Linked DNA regions of Oryctolagus cuniculus: region 1 is linked to region 2. A link is a contact called in public Micro-C data. All regions are on one chromosome and are shown on one strand. The core of a region is the stretch at or near the end of the contact, and the rest is flanking DNA. Distances in the headings are between cores, read along the strand shown. Region 1 overlaps LPAR5 (lysophosphatidic acid receptor 5). Region 2 has its middle 11 kb from the start of CD4.

Region 1 (4,016 bases), core at 967-3,466, 150 kb after region 2:
CCTGCGCGCGCTGCGCGTGCACTCGGTGGTGAGCATATACATGTGCAACCTGGCCGCCAGCGACCTGCTCTTCACCCTCTCGCTGCCCGTGCGCCTCTCCTACTACGCGCTGCACTACTGGCCCTTCCCCGATCTGCTGTGCCAGACGGCGGGCGCTATCTTCCAGATGAACATGTACGGCAGCTGCATCTTCCTAATGCTCATCAACGTGGACCGCTACGTCGCCATCGTGCACCCGCTGCGGCTGCGCCACCTGCGGCGGCCCCGCGTGGCGCGCCTGCTGTGCTTGTGCGTGTGGGTGCTCATCCTGGTGTTCGCCGTGCCCGCCGCCCGCGTGCACAGGCCTTCGCGCTGCACCTACCAGGGCCACGAGGTGCGCCTGTGCTTCGAGAGCTTCAGCGACGAGCTGTGGAAAGGCAGGCTGCTGCCGCTCGTGCTGCTGGCCGAGGCGCTGGGCTTCGGGCTGCCGCTCGTGGCCGTGGCGTGCTCGTCGGGCCGGGTCTTTTGCACGCTGGCGCGGCCCGACTCCACGCACAGCCAGCGGCGACGGAAGACCGTGCGCCTCCTGCTGGCCAACCTCGTCATCTTCCTGCTGTGCTTCGTGCCCTACAACACCACGCTGGCCGTCTACGGGCTGTTGCGGAGCCACCTGGTGGTGGCCAGCCAGGCGGCCCGCGATCAGGTGCGCGGGGTGCTCATGGTGATGGTGCTGCTGGCCGGCGCCAACTGCGTGCTGGACCCGCTGGTGTACTACTTCAGCGCCGAGGGTTTTCGCAACACCCTGCGCGGCCTGCGCACTCAGCGCGGTGCCAGGACCTTGGCCACCAACGGGGATCGAGGGGCGCTCGCTGAACGGCCTTCAGAGATCCACATCACCAGGCTGGATACCACCAGTCAGGGGCTTCTCCAGCCGTCCGGCCCCGGGGCGCCCCTCACCCAGTGTCCCCAGGATTCAGCCCTCTGAAAGGACAATGCATCTTAATGCACGCCGCCCGGCCCCCAGAGCCCTGGGTGCAGGCTGGCAGTCTGTGCACGTGGACCTGGCACTTGGACTTCCGGGTCCCAACGTCAGCTCTGGAATGCAGAAACACGTTGGTGTGGAAGCTCAAGGGTCCCAGGAAAGGAAGAGTGCTGCTGGGGATGGCTTCTTTCAGCAGGGGTACAGCTGAGGACCCCTTCTCCCATTGGAGGGAAACATAACCTTGAGCCAGGCACTGGCTAAGAGCTGGCAGGCAGGACAGAAAATGGGGACCTCAGAGTTGGATGGCTGGAGGGTCTGAGAGCTGAAGGGCCTCCGGGCTTTGGCACCAAGCTCCCGAGAGGTTCTTTCCTTTGCTCCGGGCCAACCCGAGGGCCAGCGTGGCCACCTGCTCTCCTTTCCACCTAGGCTTCCTGTGCTCAGCGTTGAGCAACACACCAGGGTTTGTTTATTCGACGTGGACAGGATCGTGTTCCCTCTTTCTTAGGGACTTGTAACAATTTAGGCCTGACACCCTACACGGGGACTTGGGCCAGAGCTCCCCCCCAAATCCTAGTCCCTGCTCCCTCTTCTAGGTCGTCCATTCTGGCACCACCACCCTTTCAGGGCGTCTCAACTCTGGGTTCTTAATTTTCTCTCTCTTCTTCTCCACCTGCTTTGTCCAGAGTAAGGAGAAATTTTTTTGTACTAAAGCATCAGAACTCAAAATTTTTAGTCTCAGACCCTTTTCACCGTCTTAAAACTGAGAATCCCAGATAGCTTTCGCTTATTCTTTGTTCTTTGAGTACTTAGCCATATTAGATGTGAAACAGGTACTTGGAACACAGAAATACACAAACGCACGTTCCAATAACTGTGAGAGCGACAGTGCCATCGCACCTCGTGAGGCCTCTGGAGGCTCCACTTGTGAGGAGTGAGGATGAAGGCACACGTGATCTGGTGACCTCAGGGGCTTCATCAAAGAGTTGGTCTCTGGATTATGCTTTGAGAACCGCTTGCCTTAGTGTTCGAGTTCATGTCCAACTTCTCCCAGGCCATCGCAGACATTTGCAGTCTTCATTTGTGCGGGCAGAGGGCAGTGCTCAGCAAAGTATGTGCTAATCAGAGGCCCTAAGGCCTGGGGTTTCCTGAGAGCTGCTGGGGCTGGCACCCCCAGTGGAACACTACCTACGAGCCCTGGGACGGGGTGAAGCTAGGAGGGGAGGGAGGGGGCCTCTCTGCCACAGCCAGGAGACAGCTCACAGGGAAGTAAGGGGGAGACACGACGGGAGCACAGGAACCGCTGGGCTGTTCTTGGCGAGCTGGAGGCAAGGGAACCGGGCCATCTACTGTTTCCTTTTCTCCTCACCCAAGTGGGGCGCTGGGAGGGGCTGTAGAGCTGCTGCTTCGACACCTTCAGATTCTGAGGGTGGCGAGGGCACTTGTTGCTGCACACCGGTCCTGTATGCATTTCTGTTCCTGTCTCTCAATGCTGTGTGCTTCTCCTCTCTGTGTGTTTTAGTTCAGAATAAGCCTTTTGTGTGTGTGTGTGTGTGTGTGTGTGTGTGTGTGTGCACACGCGCGCGCGCGCGCCTGTGTGTTTCTGGGAGTGCCACAGTTGGAGATTTACTGGGGTAAAATGACCCCTGGTGGCCAAACCCAGGAACTGACCCAGATTCCTCAGACGGTAACCTCCCAGCTGGGTCCTTTCTCACCTGGGTGGAAGTTAGACGCCTGAGCCAGGCCCTTAACTCGCCCTGCACTAGAAAGAGGCCTGATGGGTCGCACCTGCTCCATCCTGCTTCATCCTCAGGGGTCAAGACTAGTGCTCTTTCTACCCTGAGAACACCAATAGTTTCAGATCTCATTGTGGTCCCAACTCTCAGCACTTTGCCCTATCCAAACTGAACTGAACACAATTTTCCACAATTACTCGAGTACTCTTATGTGCAGGTTACACGAGTGAATTCCAAAGTAACTCAAACTCACCACATGTGTCACCTTCTAACATACCACGTAATGTACTTATTTATTTATTTCCCCTTTCACAGCTTCTCGCCTGTCTCCTCCCACCCATCTCCCTAGGTAGAATGTGAGCTCCGTGGGGGCAGAATGTTTGTGTTTCGGTTTTCTAATGAGATCCCCTCCCAGACCCCTGCCCCCTAACACCTAGAACAGTGCCTGGCACAGAGGAAGTGCTCAATAAATATTTGTTGCATGAATGGACAGTCATCTCTTGCTGTGAAGTAGTGTGCAATCTAGCAGGGACCACAGAAAAGACAGTGATAACAGTTATGCAAGACAGAAGATGCTGAAGCGCAGGGGAAGGCGCTGGCCCTTAATTTAGAGGACAATGGGCAGCCCCTGAAGGTTCTGGGTAGGCTTTTGCTCACACGGACGCTGCGTGTAGGGAAGCGAGGTGGGCCGGCTTTAAGGAGAAGGGCTGTCCTTGGAGCTCCTGCACCAGCTGGGAGAAGTGTGCCATGGTGGATGGGAGACGCTGATGGGAGTGGCTGCGTCCAGTGTGACATCTCTGGCGTTAAAGCGCTGCTGGGTTGTTACCCACATTCATTTGCAAAGGGTTCCCCTGTGAGAACAGAGAGGCGAGAAGAGGTTGTAGGCAGAGGAGGACTGAACAGAACCCTACAGGGAACAGGCTGGGGAGGGTTAAGATCTGTCGCAGTCATCACTTTCCCAGGGTTCCCCACAATTCCTGAGCGAGCTGTATGAGGGAGGCAAGATGCAGAAAATCCAGGTCCTGGAGCTGCCTCCTGTGAGCTGCGGGAAAACCCAAAGGAGGGGAAGAAGAAACATTTGAGAGGCAGGGCCAGAGTCAGAGGGCTAACAGGATTTTAAAATATGCTCCTGTATGGCAAGACTTCAACGTAATGCGTACGGTGCAAGATCTTATTTAATTACTACACAAACCCTCTGAGTTGGGGACACTGTTCCACCTTGGAGAATCTGAGGTCTTAAGGTCCCCCAGGAGGAAGTGGCTCCCACACTCCCACTCTTTGCCGCCTGCTTTTCCTGGTATTTCTCCCTTCCTCATTCCTGG
Region 2 (3,978 bases), core at 918-3,417:
CTAATCCTCCACCTTGCGGCGCCGGCACACCAGGTTCTAGTCCCGGTCCGGGCGCCGGATTCTGTCCCAGTTGCCCCTCTTCCAGGCCAGCTCTCTGCTGTGGCCAGGGAGTGCAGTGGAGGAAGGCCCAAGTACTTGGGCCCTGTTCCCCATGGGAGACCAGGAGAAGCACCTGGCTCCTGCCATCGGATCAGCGCGGTGCGCCGGCCACAGCGCGCTGGCTGCGGTGGCCATTGGAGGGTGAACCAGTGGCAAAGGAAGACCTTTCTCTCTGTCTCTCTCTCTCACTGTCCACTCTGCCTGTTAAAAAATAAAATAAATAAATAGAGAGAGAGAGAGAGAGAGAGAATGAATCTGGCTTTCCTGCTGGGATTTCCAAGGAAGAAAAGAAAAGAAAGAGAGTTCATGAGTTTATAAAGTGAATATTTGCAAAGCTGCTTCCAAAGCTCTCAAGAAAATAGAATTAATGCACATTATCTTTTTTTTTTTTTTTTTTTTGGACAGGCAGAGTGGACAGTGAGAGAGAGAGACAGAGGGACAGGTCTTCCTTTGCCATTGGTTCACCCTCCAATGGCCGCCGCAGCCAGCGCGCTGCAGCCGGCACACCACGCTGATCCGATGGCAGGAGCCAGGTACCTATCCTGGTCTCCCATGGGGTGCAGGGCCCAAGCACTTGGGTCATCCTCCACTGCACTCCCTGGCCACAGCAGAGAGCTGGCCTAGAACAGGGGCAACCGGGACAGAATCCGGCGCCCCGACCAGGACTAGAACCCGGTGTGCTGGTGCCGCAAGGCAGAGGATTAGCCTAGTGAGCCGTGGCGCCAGCCAATGCACATTATCTTAAAAAAATTTTTTACTTATTTCAAAAGTCAGAGTTAGAAGGAGAGGCAGAGAGAGAGAGAGAGAGAGAGAAAGAGAGAGAGAGATTCAACTGCTGGTTCGTCCCCAGATGGCCATAATAGCTGGGGCTGGGCCAAGCTGAAGCCAGGAGCCAAGAGCCAGGAGCCAGGAGCTAGGAGCCAGGAGCTTCTTCCAGGTCTCCCACATAGGTGCAGGGGCCCAAACACTCAGGCCATCCTCTGCTGCTTTCCCAGGTGCATTAGCAGGGAGCTGGATCGGAAGTGGAGCACCCAGTCCTTGAACCAGCATCCACATGGGTTACCAGCATCACTGGCGGTGGCTTCATCTGCTGGACCACAGTGGCGGCCCTGTACATTATCTTTTAAAGAAAAGTTCCACAAGCTTTCTGGAGCCCCCGCAAGAACTGTTGTGTGCTTTATATGACTGTATTGTGCTTCATCCTCACAAGAATGACAGGATGTGGTGTATTCTCCAGATGGCTTATTCTGAAGATGGGGAAACTGAGACATCAAGAGGTTTTTAAAAATGGGGGCAGTGTGTGTGGTGCAGCAGCTGAGTTGCACCACAGCTCACTGGATACCGTATCCAGTGCCTGGGCTGCTCTCCTCAGCTTCCTGGCAGGCAGCAGGTGAGGACGGCTCAGGTAGCTGGGTCCCTGATCCTACATGGGGAGACTCATGTGTTCCGGGCTCCTGGCTTCGGCTTGCTCCAACCCTGGCTGTTGTAGGCATTTAGGGAATAAACCAGCAGATGGAAGGTCTCTCTTTTTGTCTCTGTACCTCTGCCTTTCAAATAAAAATAACTAAGTTAAGAAATATTTATTTACTTATTTTTACAAATTGCTAAAGGTCACAGAGCTGGTAGAACCGGGATTTGAACTCATCTGCTTGGACCCCAATCTCAGATGTGCCTCTCCTCATACTGTCTCTCCTCTGCCTTCTTCCATAGCAGTGGAGGAGACACAAGGCTGAGAGCCTCATCTGGGAGTTCTGAGGCTTAACAGCCCCATGATCCTCACATCTGTAGGACTATTTTTCATTGCCAAGGCCCTTTCACCCATATCGGCACATGCCAGATTTCACTTGGCAGGAGAAGGAACTAGAGGGGATGACATTGTGGCACAGCAGGTTAAGCCACTGCTTGCGATGTTGGCATCCATATGGGAGTGCCAGTTCATGTCCCAACTACACTGCTGCCAATCCAGCTGTCTTCTAAGGCACCAGGGAAGACAACAGAGAAAGGCCCAGGTGCTTGGGTCCCTGCATCCACATGGGAGACCCGGATGGAGTTCCTGGCTCCCTGCCCCAGCCCCAATTGTTGCAGCTATTTGGGGAGTGGACCAGCAGATGGAAGATCTCTTTGTCTTGGTCTTCTCTCTCTCTCTGTCTGACACTCTGACTTTCAAATAAATAAACAAGAAATTAATATTTTAAGAAGAAAGGAGGAAGAAGAAAAGGAAGAGAAGAAATTGGAGTTAAGCTCCCCACCCCACCATGTGACAGCAGCTGTGGAGCACGGGGATTTCCAGCAGTCTTGTGGTTCCTGGCCCAGAGCTGACTTTGCTGTGTGTTATGGGTCTCCCGGCTGGAGGAGGCAAAGGGGGAAGGCGGGATGCCGGGGGACTCCTACATCGTCAGAGGCAACTGACAGAGTGTTGGAGACCACGTTACTGCCAAAGCAGGGCAGCCAGCTGTGTAGGGGGTTAGAAAGCCCAGGTGCAGCCCTGCGGTGGCCTCCTTACCAGAGCCATCTGTAGCTACTCTGCCAGCCCTGCAAAGGGCACGGGGTGGGGGCAGGGCTCAGGAGTTAGAGGGCAGAACCGGGGTGGGGGGCTGCTCTCTGGGAAGCACAGTGTGGGGAGCCGACCCCACTCTGGCCACAGTGTCCCCATCTCCATAACACTTCCTACAAGTCTCAAAGGGTGGTGCCTGGTCTCGCCACACCCTGTGGGAAGTTTGAAAGGCACACTCAGAGTTCAGCCTGGGCTCAGCTAGTTGACACCTGCAGCCCCTTGGAGAAACCGTCAGCCGCAGAGTGCAGCAGATGGACCCCGTCCGCACCCCAGCCCCATTCCCTTCAAAGCAGGGGGGGCGGGGGCTGCCTTGAGCTGCCTGAGCAGGGACACTAAGCTCTTTGCCCTTCTCCCTTCTAGGACAGGGGCTCAGGTCTGGATCTAGCTTTCTGGTGGGGCAGGTGGGACAGGGAGCTTTCTCCACCTGCTCAGGCCCCTGCCCCTCCTTGGGCAGGGATCCGAGAAGCCTTGCAGATTGGAACCCCAGGCCTCAATGCTTCTTGCCTGGCACCCTTGACTTGACAAGGCCCCGGGCTGCTTTTGCCCTCCAAACACTTCTGTAGCAGACAATGGTGGAGGCTGCCAGGTCCGCGGGAGGGCTGGGGAGGCAGATGCCCCTTCCACTCTCTAGCCCTGTCTCTCCTTCCGCCTGATAGCCAGGCCGCAGGGCAGCTCTGGGGATTCCCACCTCCTCAGCTCAGCCCCTTAGGCTGTCCTCTCACCCATTCTGCCTGGTTAGTCTGTATGACCCATAGAATAAAGCAGAAATGATGGCACAGGGCTTTCAAGATTAGACATGGGGGCAGGCACTTGGTGCTGCGGTTAAGACACTGCTTGAAATGCCTTCCTCCTGTATCAGAGAGCCTGGGTTTGAGTCCAGGCTCCCCTCCCAACTCCAACTTCCTGCTAATGCACACCTTGGGAGGCAACGGATGATGGCTCCAGTACTTGGGTTCCTGCTACCCACATGGGAGACCTGGATTGAGTTCCAGACTCCTGAGTGTTGTGGGCATTTGGAAAGTGAACCAGAGGACAGTAGATCTCTCTTCCTATCTCTGTCTCTTAAATATAAATAAATAAATAGATTTAGGCTATAAAGACATGGTGGCTTTTGTCTTGTCCACTCTGTCCCTCTGGGAGAAGCCAGTTGCCATGGTAAAGTCCACAGGGAGGAATGAAGAAGCCCTCTAGCCCACAGCCTTTTTTTTTTTTTAAATATTTGTTTGTTTGTTTTAAAAGAGTTACAGAGACAGAGGGATCCGTCCACTGGTTCACTCCTCAGATGGCCTCAATGGCCACTGCTGGACCAGGCCAAAGCCAGGAGC

What was found. Hi-C and Micro-C count contacts between places; a contact is called where the count stands out from the background.
Region 1: a contact with region 2 is called in a Micro-C map of ear pinna, with 3 times the contacts expected there. The contact joins two enhancer-like sites. A contact is called at or near these places in 3 of 6 Hi-C or Micro-C datasets (ear pinna, psoas muscle and an unstated tissue).

The regions. Positions count from the first base shown.
Region 1 is chr9:102,890,320-102,894,335 of mOryCun1.1, forward strand. LPAR5 (lysophosphatidic acid receptor 5) reads left to right here. Exons shown (of 2, transcript XM_051850173.2): 2 at 1-3,184. The coding sequence ends at 964. Among named protein-coding and RNA genes, the nearest start is that of CHD4, 9.4 kb to the right of the region's middle. Within about 2 kb of position 2,217, at least 1 of the 8 cell types and tissues checked has an H3K27ac peak or open chromatin away from gene starts, as enhancers often do. A contact at or near this core is called in ear pinna, where this site is marked.
Region 2 is chr9:102,739,799-102,743,776 of mOryCun1.1, forward strand. No RefSeq gene overlaps it. Among named protein-coding and RNA genes, the nearest start is that of CD4, 11 kb to the left of the region's middle. Within about 2 kb of position 2,168, at least 1 of the 8 cell types and tissues checked has an H3K27ac peak or open chromatin away from gene starts, as enhancers often do. A contact at or near this core is called in ear pinna, where this site is marked.